Regions from separate parts of the Oncorhynchus mykiss genome. Here regions 2 and 3 are each linked to region 1. A link is a contact called in public Hi-C data. All regions are on one chromosome and are shown on one strand. The core of a region is the stretch at or near the end of the contact, and the rest is flanking DNA. Distances in the headings are between cores, read along the strand shown. Region 1 holds the start of foxo3b (forkhead box protein O3B). Region 2 overlaps sesn1 (sestrin-1). Region 3 holds the start of sesn1 (sestrin-1).

Region 1 (2,700 bases), core at 64-2,563:
GGGAGCCTCCGTTCTCCTGTCCAGACAGCAGTCCTTCGGCCGTAGGGCTGTTGCTGTTCTGGTGGTCTGCTCCCACGCTGGAGCTGGTGCCATTGACGTTGATGGCCATGGAAGTGGCATGTTGTTCCTCTTCATCATCCTCTTCTTCGGGTATAATGTCAGTGTCGTTGCTTTCTGGTTTCCCCGCATTGGACTCGGGTCGGGGCAACGGCCAGGTGCACGATCTTGGCCGTTTTTGTGGCTCGAAGTCTGGGTCTATGGCCACGTCCAACTCATGGAAAGGACTGGGAGTTGGGATCTCGGCCATCTCTCCTTCAATTACTAGTTCGTCCCCGTTGCCCGCTGATAAAGTCAGTAGATAAGTAGTGGAGAGCTGTCAAAGTTGCATTCCATGAAAGCACGCCCCCGTCCTTTGTTGCTATTCCAGACCAGCAGTCCCCAAGGGTCACTGCAAACTCAGCGCGAAATTATAAATTAAATCCTCCGTATTAAAAAAAGAGCATCAATATGCTGTTCAGGGTGGATTTAAAACGTAGAATGTCGTGGACTATTATAAATGTATTAACACCATAACTGGTAAACTATGGCTATTCTCCTTGGCTCAAAAAACAAGCCACAGCTACTTCACGTTTGACAATCGCAACAGTTCAAAACGGGTTGCTGCATATTCATGGTATTTCTCCTCGACTGGAGCAATGGTAATAATAACAGTATAGTGTGTACAGTTCGGTTCACGAGTAAATTATAAACGGTGTACCACGGGTTCGTTCATCAATAAGCGGTTACGCGTTCCTTCCTTGCACGTTCAAGATCAAATCCCGCACTGATCCAAAATGACTGAATACACCTATTGCCACCGTGAAAGTGAAGCTGTGGCCAGGACACAGTGCAGCCCCCTTTCAGGGCTGCCACGGATAACCGCGCTATGGTGAATTAGATGGCTGCAACACCAGCGATTAATTACCGCATAGTTCTATTCCAATTGTCATTGCTGCCATTTGAACAAACTCCCTTTCGCTTCCAAGTCCTTTCTACTACCAGACTGCAGACAGGAAACCTGCGTTTGTTGTCAGTGTCGACAGAAAAACGAAAAGGAAATGAATAACCAAAAATTATATCTGTCTGTTCAACGTCGCCTCTACTGACCACGCAGCACAGTTGGTATGGAAAACGAAACGCCACCTCACTCTCAGTTACAGTAGCCTACCTCTCCAGCAGCACACATAAACACTAACCTATCTGCTTAGCATATTCCGTCTTAAGACAGCCCTCAACAAGCTCGAAGTTATACAGCAACAGCAGCAATAGGCTAGTAGCGTTGCCACCCCCACTGAAAAGGCAAGCCCCCTGGATTCAGTATACGAGATCGCCCTTTAAAGAGACACTGCTCCTAAGCATGTGTGCACTAAAGCAGTGGATGCTGCTGAGGGGAGGACGGTTCATAAAAACGGCTGGAACGGAGCAAATGGAATGGCATCAAACACATGGAAACCATGTATGATATTTGATACCATTCCACCAATTCTAATTCCGCTCCAGCCATTACCACGAGCCCATTCTCCCCAATCAAGACGTCACTAACCTCCAGTTGGGGCGCGCAGGCATGTCAAGGCAAGCAGTGTGTGGAAGGATACAGAAATAGACAGACAGATCGTCAAAATATTTTTTTACACTGATAAGAACACAAAGAATATTCAAAGTTGGACAGAGGACATTCATATTTAATTCCAAATAATTGTATTGCTCCTTCTGGAAATGTTTACAATTCATAAGTTAATGACACAGGCTACATTAGGACAATCATTTATACATATTGTTGACATATATTATTGTTGCCACTTCCTCTGTAGCACACTATTACAATGTAACAACTGACATACACATGTGTAACAACATAGGCAAATACCAGCAGGTGTGTTTATATTCCTTGTATTGGGTATTACACTTCGTTCATGACATGCACATGTCATGCATTCTATCAAATATGTCAATGAAAGTCTCTCAGTCAAATTGAGTAATTTTAAAAATGTCTATCACTTGTCCCTTTAATCCGTGAGCATGGGTGCCAATCAATCTCGACAGCGCTCGCAGAACACGCCCCTTTCAAAACAGATCGACCGCTTCAAACATATGACGTCATTCCAGTTATAATCAAGAGATAAGGGAAAAATCCTATACAGTTCTCCGTTCTGTAAAGTGATACTTCGGAGTGATCTCCCTCCCCCACCACCTCCCTCCTTGTCTGTACGAAAATATCAGCAGTAGCCAGCCTACATACGTCTTTGTTCCAGAGAAGATGTTGTGTAAATTGCCGGTCCACCTTGCAGGGACACGCGGTCTCGATTTCTGTAATCTGTACAGAAATTATCGTGCTCCACCTGTGCGAACTGCGCTGTATTCATCAATGAATTCTTGGAACGGTTGGTATTGATTATGACTGGATAATAACGATCCGATATAATAGTTCAGAAAAAACACGCACACATCCTGCAAGGCATTACTTGTGTAGTTATGGCTTTGAATTTCACATGGAAAACATCCACACTATTTCATTTATTATGATCACAAAGGAAATAGATACACATGCATACAAAACGAACACAAGAACACACTGACACACACACACAGTCCCTCTTTGTTCCTCCTGTCCCAACTATATAAAGAGGAATGGCTGATCCAGCAGTTAGGTGCCTGTGAATA
Region 2 (2,700 bases), core at 78-2,577, 130 kb before region 1:
AGAGGAGAACATGTACCCACCTTCAGAGTGCAGGTATATAATACACGTGTGTGTACACACACACACCCGTTCAGGGAGAGCCAGAAAGAAAGAAAAGGAGAGAGAAAGTGAAGAGGTTTTTTTTTTCTCAATAACTTCAAGATTACATTTTCTAAATGTTACCATGTTACCAACATTTTCTAAATGTTACCATATGGACTATCTATCTGATTGATCAATTGATATCCAGACATTCTGATTAACTCCTTGCTTTCCTCTCTTCAGGACTACAGTTGGGAGGACCACGGCTACTCCCTGGTGAACCGTCTGTACCCTGACGTTGGTCAGCTGCTGGATGAGAAGTTCCAGATGGCCTACAACCTGACCTACAACACCATGGCCATGCACAAAGACGTGGACACCACCATGCTGCGCAGGGCTATCTGGAACTACATCCACTGCATGTTCGGCATCAGGTACGTCACTCACTGGCTCTATACAAACACAAATCTACTCATGTAAATGTACATATTTCATGATGTAATATGCTAGATTCAGTCAAAAGAAGAATGTTATCACGTGTTTAATACATTGACAAAGTGCAGTAATTTCGTACAGTAATGTAGTTATTAGTAAAGAAATATCTATGTCTCAGGTATGATGACTATGACTACGGGGAGATTAACCAGCTGTTGGACCGCAGCTTTAAGGTCTACATTAAGACCATGGTGTGCAGCCCGGAGAAAACCACCAAACGAATGTATGAGAGCTTCTGGAGACAGTTCCAGCACTCCGAGAAGGTGAGGGGACAACTTTCTATTTTATTTCTTATTCCATGGGTTTCTGTTAGCATTTAACATTTCTATATAGTTTCCTCTCCTAGTTGTTGATCTGTGTGACTGGAGTAATGTTGTGGAGCAGTTTTGTAATGCGTTCTACTCTCTCTTTCTCCCTCACTCTTCCAGGTCCATGTCAATCTGCTTCTTATGGAAGCGCGCATGCAGGCAGAACTGCTCTACGCTCTGAGAGCGATCACCCGCTACATGACATGAAATGCTTTTGGCGTTTATCATTGTTTTTTGCTGTCATTGTCTTTGCTCTCGTGGGACACTTCAGAAGAAATAAACCAAGGGGTGAAAACAGAAAATGAAAAAGATGAAAGGTAACCCTGTCTGTCGTGACGAAGCTCGTCCTCGTGATGTGGAAAGAAAAATGAACAGAACAAAAAAAAAGCAAATGAAAGAATGAAAAAAAAGAACTGCAAAAAGAAAAGTCATCTCAACCTACTTGTGGAAAGATAAGCTGTCCTCTTTACCTGCAGTGCCAAAACTCACCATGAGGAGGCAGCCTGGAGCAGACACTCTGCTGGGCCAGAGGAAAAGAAACAGATGACACAGGCCACCCTTCCAGTATTCTAATACACCTCAGTGGATGATGTCAATAGAATCTCCATATAGTGTGAAAACCCACAGCAAATCTCCAGAAAGCAAAGCAGTTCATCAGTCTGCACTTGATAATGTAGCCACTGTTTTTTGCTTTAGTCTTTTTGTATTAAGAGAAGTTGTTATCATCATGTGGTTGTTGTTGCGGTAACTGGAGATGATGGAAGCATTATTTGGCCTGTGTGTTGGTGTGCCTGGTTATGTCATACACCACAGTATAGTGTGTAGAGGTGCTGCCTGATACTGCTGCTCATGTAAGCAAGGGGTCATATTGACCCCCCCCCCCAATCCTCCCTCCCACCCCTAAGAACCCTATCCATCATAAACCCACAGCATTACCCCCCCCCCCCCCCCCTTCCCCATACCCCCCACCCTGAAACTGTTTGTGTAAGCTAACCCAAGAAGTGTGTGAAAGCGGAGAGGTGTTGGAAAAACTAAAAAATAACACTGTCTGAGCCCTATTTAGTTTGACTGTACGTATGATGAACCCATTCTGTATGAGAGACTGATGTCAGTGACAAATATCATGTGTGGATGTGTGTGTAACTCCATGTGTTTTACAGAAAATATAAAGGAAAAAAGTGTGTTGAAATTTCAAGCAACAAAAAACCAGGAAGAAAGCGAGGTCATTTGAAGTGTGAAACTTCTTGCCTCTGCTGTAGCTCTTTCCATGTGGTGACTGTTACAGTGTTTTGTTTCTGGTAAAAAGCTTTGTCCTGTAAGAAAAAGAACATGAAAGCTAAAACAAAATGGTCTTCCAAGGGGATTGGCTTCCGGTTGTCATAACAATGACCTCACCTGTCTGTCTTCCGCTCACCCTCGACCTTTGACCCTGGCCTGGGCATCCTAACACTTTCAAAGCTTTGGGTATTGTGAATTGTACCAGTAAATAAATACCTCTTCTGTTTTCTTTTCTATCGCATTAAGAAGTGCTCTTTGGCGAGCAGAATGACTCTTTATCATTCTGGGTCGCTTGGCTTTCATTCGTAGGGAGCCCAGTTGGTCCTCATTGGACCGACTGTGATCGATACGGTCCGACTGCAGTCGGTCATAGATGTGCTTGTTCCCTCTGTGGGAGCCTAACCAGTGCAAACACAGTTTTTTTTAAACGAGGGGTAGACTCCACCCTTTTATTTTTGTTGACTAATAACAGTAAAGTACTGCATTCTACTGAGGGTGGATTGATACAGTTGGACAGTTGAATGATTGTTTCACGTTAAGAGGAGGAGGAAGATGAGGATGATTATGGAATGGTACATTATTTGGGGGTGGTTGTGAG
Region 3 (2,700 bases), core at 11-2,510, 200 kb before region 1:
TGTTGACTAACTAACGTTAGCTAACACGAAGCATGTCTAGAGTTATTTTGCTAACTTAGCTATGAAATTGTCTCACCTGATCTTGATAAGCCTCCATATGTAATGGTAGAAAAAATACCCTCGAAATAAAATACAAATATATGACATGTATTATTTATCTGGTTCCGATTTGTTGACTTTGGATGGCTAAACTTCCAAACGATGACAGCAGGCAGTTCTTACAATGAACATTTCCCTCCTACACTCTTCCTTTTACCGCTCTCTGGTTCAGCCTGCGCAGTGGGTTCTCTGCGCACAGTTTATTCTAGGCACTATCCACTCAAAAGATTGTCTGCTACAACAGATGTAGGGATAAAATAATACTGTAATGCAGACCCAGTATAATATATTAATCAAATGCGCTTGGAACCGGAGCATAACTTAAATGTATGAATTTATCAGTCTAACAAGATTTAAAAGTCTGAACCAATGATTCAATTGATTGAAGTGGCCCTTCAACCAAATTATGCAAAATATTTGGTCATGGAGAATATTAGTCGGAAAATTATATTTTCATACCATCAGAAAGCTGTCAAAGCTGAGAGGCAGGCAGCCTGTTGGCAGATGATGATGATGACGATGATGAGATGCAGATGAATGCGCAGATTTCTTCACATGCACACGTATGGGTTTTCAGAGCTTTGTGGTACGTTTATAAAGGAACGGAATAGCATGTGCCTGTCTGGCACTAGCCACCTGGTGACAGTCTTGAATGAGACAGCAGTTTTCCCACGTCCCACTGTGGTAATCTCCCCATCACAGACACCCTGGCTGGATGTTTAGTCCAAATTATGGCAAAAACCTCAAACGATGATGGCATTCTCTCCTTACTCTTGTGAATGGCACTATATTTTCATATATAAAAATACACATTTCTATATTCAAAGAGTTGTAATGGTGGCACTGTTGCAAATAGTATTTAAATGTCTGTGTCACCTGAGGTTTTGAATTGCTTGTCTGTGTAAAAGCAAAGTGGGGGATGTGTTCACTTCTAAAAATGTTGTTAATTTACATTTATGATAAACAAGGGGAAGGGGGGGCTCTGCGCAACAACAATCACTATGTCTGCTGGGAAGTGTATTTTTTAATACCTGTTCATTCCCGTTTTTTATGTGGGTCAGATTGCAAAAATAATCAAACTCCCATGTTTCCCCTGTCGTGGTTATGGGCACGCCGTACACCATACCTATTGGTGAAGATCTGCATAGATCCTCCTTCTTTGTATTATGCAGTAGACCATTGGACATGAGTCTTTCCAATCAACTGTCAACTCAAGTTGTTGCTCTGTATAATGAAATCTGCCTCCGTATTTCAGTGCAGACTCAAGACTTCCTACGGCTGCAAGATCTGTGCAAAATAATGTGAATCAAGTAAGTATTTGTGAATGACACCCTTCGTTTGTAAAATGTACTGAAAAATGAGGGTATATAACTGCCGTTGTGCTATAGATATTTGTACAATATTCCTGTTTTGTAACCAGCTAGCTACTGTTAAAAGGCTTAAGACAGAGAGGGCGAGAAAAGATTGAATGGGCATTTTGGCTAGCTAACCAAACCTGCCTTGTAAACCAGATACCACACATCTATAACTAGATAATGAGACTACAAAAACAAAGTGCAATGGATGTGGATACTGTCAGATCAGTGCCAAACATTTTGGAAGTACATAGGAAACATGTTTTTATTTTTGCATGTTGAACAACATTACTAGCTGCCAACGGACTGCAAAACGGCTAACTAGCGTTGTAGCTACAGCTAGCTTGTTGTTCTCAGCAGCAGTACTGTACAACTAGGCTTTCTTTGTTGGCAGTAACTTTCTGGTAAACAAACGACTGGTTTTCTCAGTGTTCTCCGTACAGGTTGGAAGGGAAGAAAAGTTGTCTGCATTGTCCATTGATACGCCCGCATGTTTTTTTGTCCGTTCCCTTTCACTGGTCACACACACACACACAGAAGCATCTTGGCAATACATACAATGTCCTTTTTATCCAGTCAAATTATTTTGTTTCTCATTTGCATTATCAATGTCAACTCTCTAGCTGCATTGTTGAAGTTGACTGACATTGTTTTAGAATTTTCATAAATATTTGTAGTTGTACGGTCTATTGAATGCATTTGGGGGATGCTAACGTAGGGTGTATATAAAGATTTTAGCATCTGAGTATTTGACAGCAAACGGTTGGTATTTCATGCACTTCATATTATAGCCTGCCACGAGAAATCAAGATAATCAGAATAAGATGGACATCCAGGATCAGGATGCCACAGCCAGATGGGAGGCTCTGGGCAGCCGTGACCCGAGATCCAGAGGCACAGCAATGGAGCACATCAGCCAGGAGGTGATGCAGAGAGTGGAGAGTATAGGGCCGATACCAGCCACCGTCCCCTCGCCTGTAGCTACTGCAGGGCACCCCACCAGCGACCTGAACGACATCCTGGCCCGTCTACTCATGCTGTCCAAGCGGTGCCCTTTCGATGACGTCAGAGAGCGATGTGTTTGGCTGCTGCAGAACGTTCAGGTAGGAGAACACGCATCGCGAGGTCGACAGATGTGGTGCTGTCTGATATTATACGGCAGTGGCTGTACCACTAACACAGAGTTTCTAATCCCAGAGGTACAACATTGCGAGCAGGGCTGGTCCTTGCTGTTCTGCCACCCTAG

What was found. A called contact is a pair of places that touch in the nucleus more often than the background predicts.
Region 2: a contact with region 1 is called in a Hi-C map of liver, with 6 times the contacts expected there. The contact joins the enhancer-like site here to the promoter of foxo3b in region 1. A contact is called at or near these places in 2 of 3 Hi-C or Micro-C datasets (blood and liver).
Region 3: a contact with region 1 is called in a Hi-C map of blood, with 9 times the contacts expected there. The contact joins the promoter of sesn1 here to the promoter of foxo3b in region 1. A contact is called at or near these places in 2 of 3 Hi-C or Micro-C datasets (blood and liver).

What each region holds. Positions count from the first base shown.
Region 1 is chr4:26,881,539-26,884,238 of USDA_OmykA_1.1, forward strand. It overlaps foxo3b (forkhead box protein O3B), which reads right to left and starts at 1,314. Exons shown (of 3, transcript XM_021600701.2): 1 at 1-1,314. The coding sequence starts at 307.
Region 2 is chr4:26,752,559-26,755,258 of USDA_OmykA_1.1, forward strand. It overlaps sesn1 (sestrin-1), which reads left to right. Exons shown (of 10, transcript XM_021600702.2): 7 at 1-33; 8 at 265-455; 9 at 635-779; 10 at 945-2,700. The coding sequence ends at 1,031. LOC110522364 (a long non-coding RNA gene) reads right to left here. Exons shown (of 2, transcript XR_002473299.2): 2 at 2,623-2,700. Among protein-coding and RNA genes, the nearest start is that of LOC110522364, 3.5 kb to the right of the region's middle. Within about 2 kb of position 1,328, at least 1 of the 11 cell types and tissues checked has an H3K27ac peak or open chromatin away from gene starts, as enhancers often do. A contact at or near this core is called in liver, where this site is marked.
Region 3 is chr4:26,684,882-26,687,581 of USDA_OmykA_1.1, forward strand. It overlaps sesn1 (sestrin-1), which reads left to right and starts at 1,261. Exons shown (of 10, transcript XM_021600702.2): 1 at 1,261-1,409; 2 at 2,246-2,557. The coding sequence starts at 2,279. cep57l1 (centrosomal protein CEP57L1) reads right to left here and starts at 730. Exons shown (of 11, transcript XM_021600708.2): 1 at 559-730. The coding sequence starts at 561.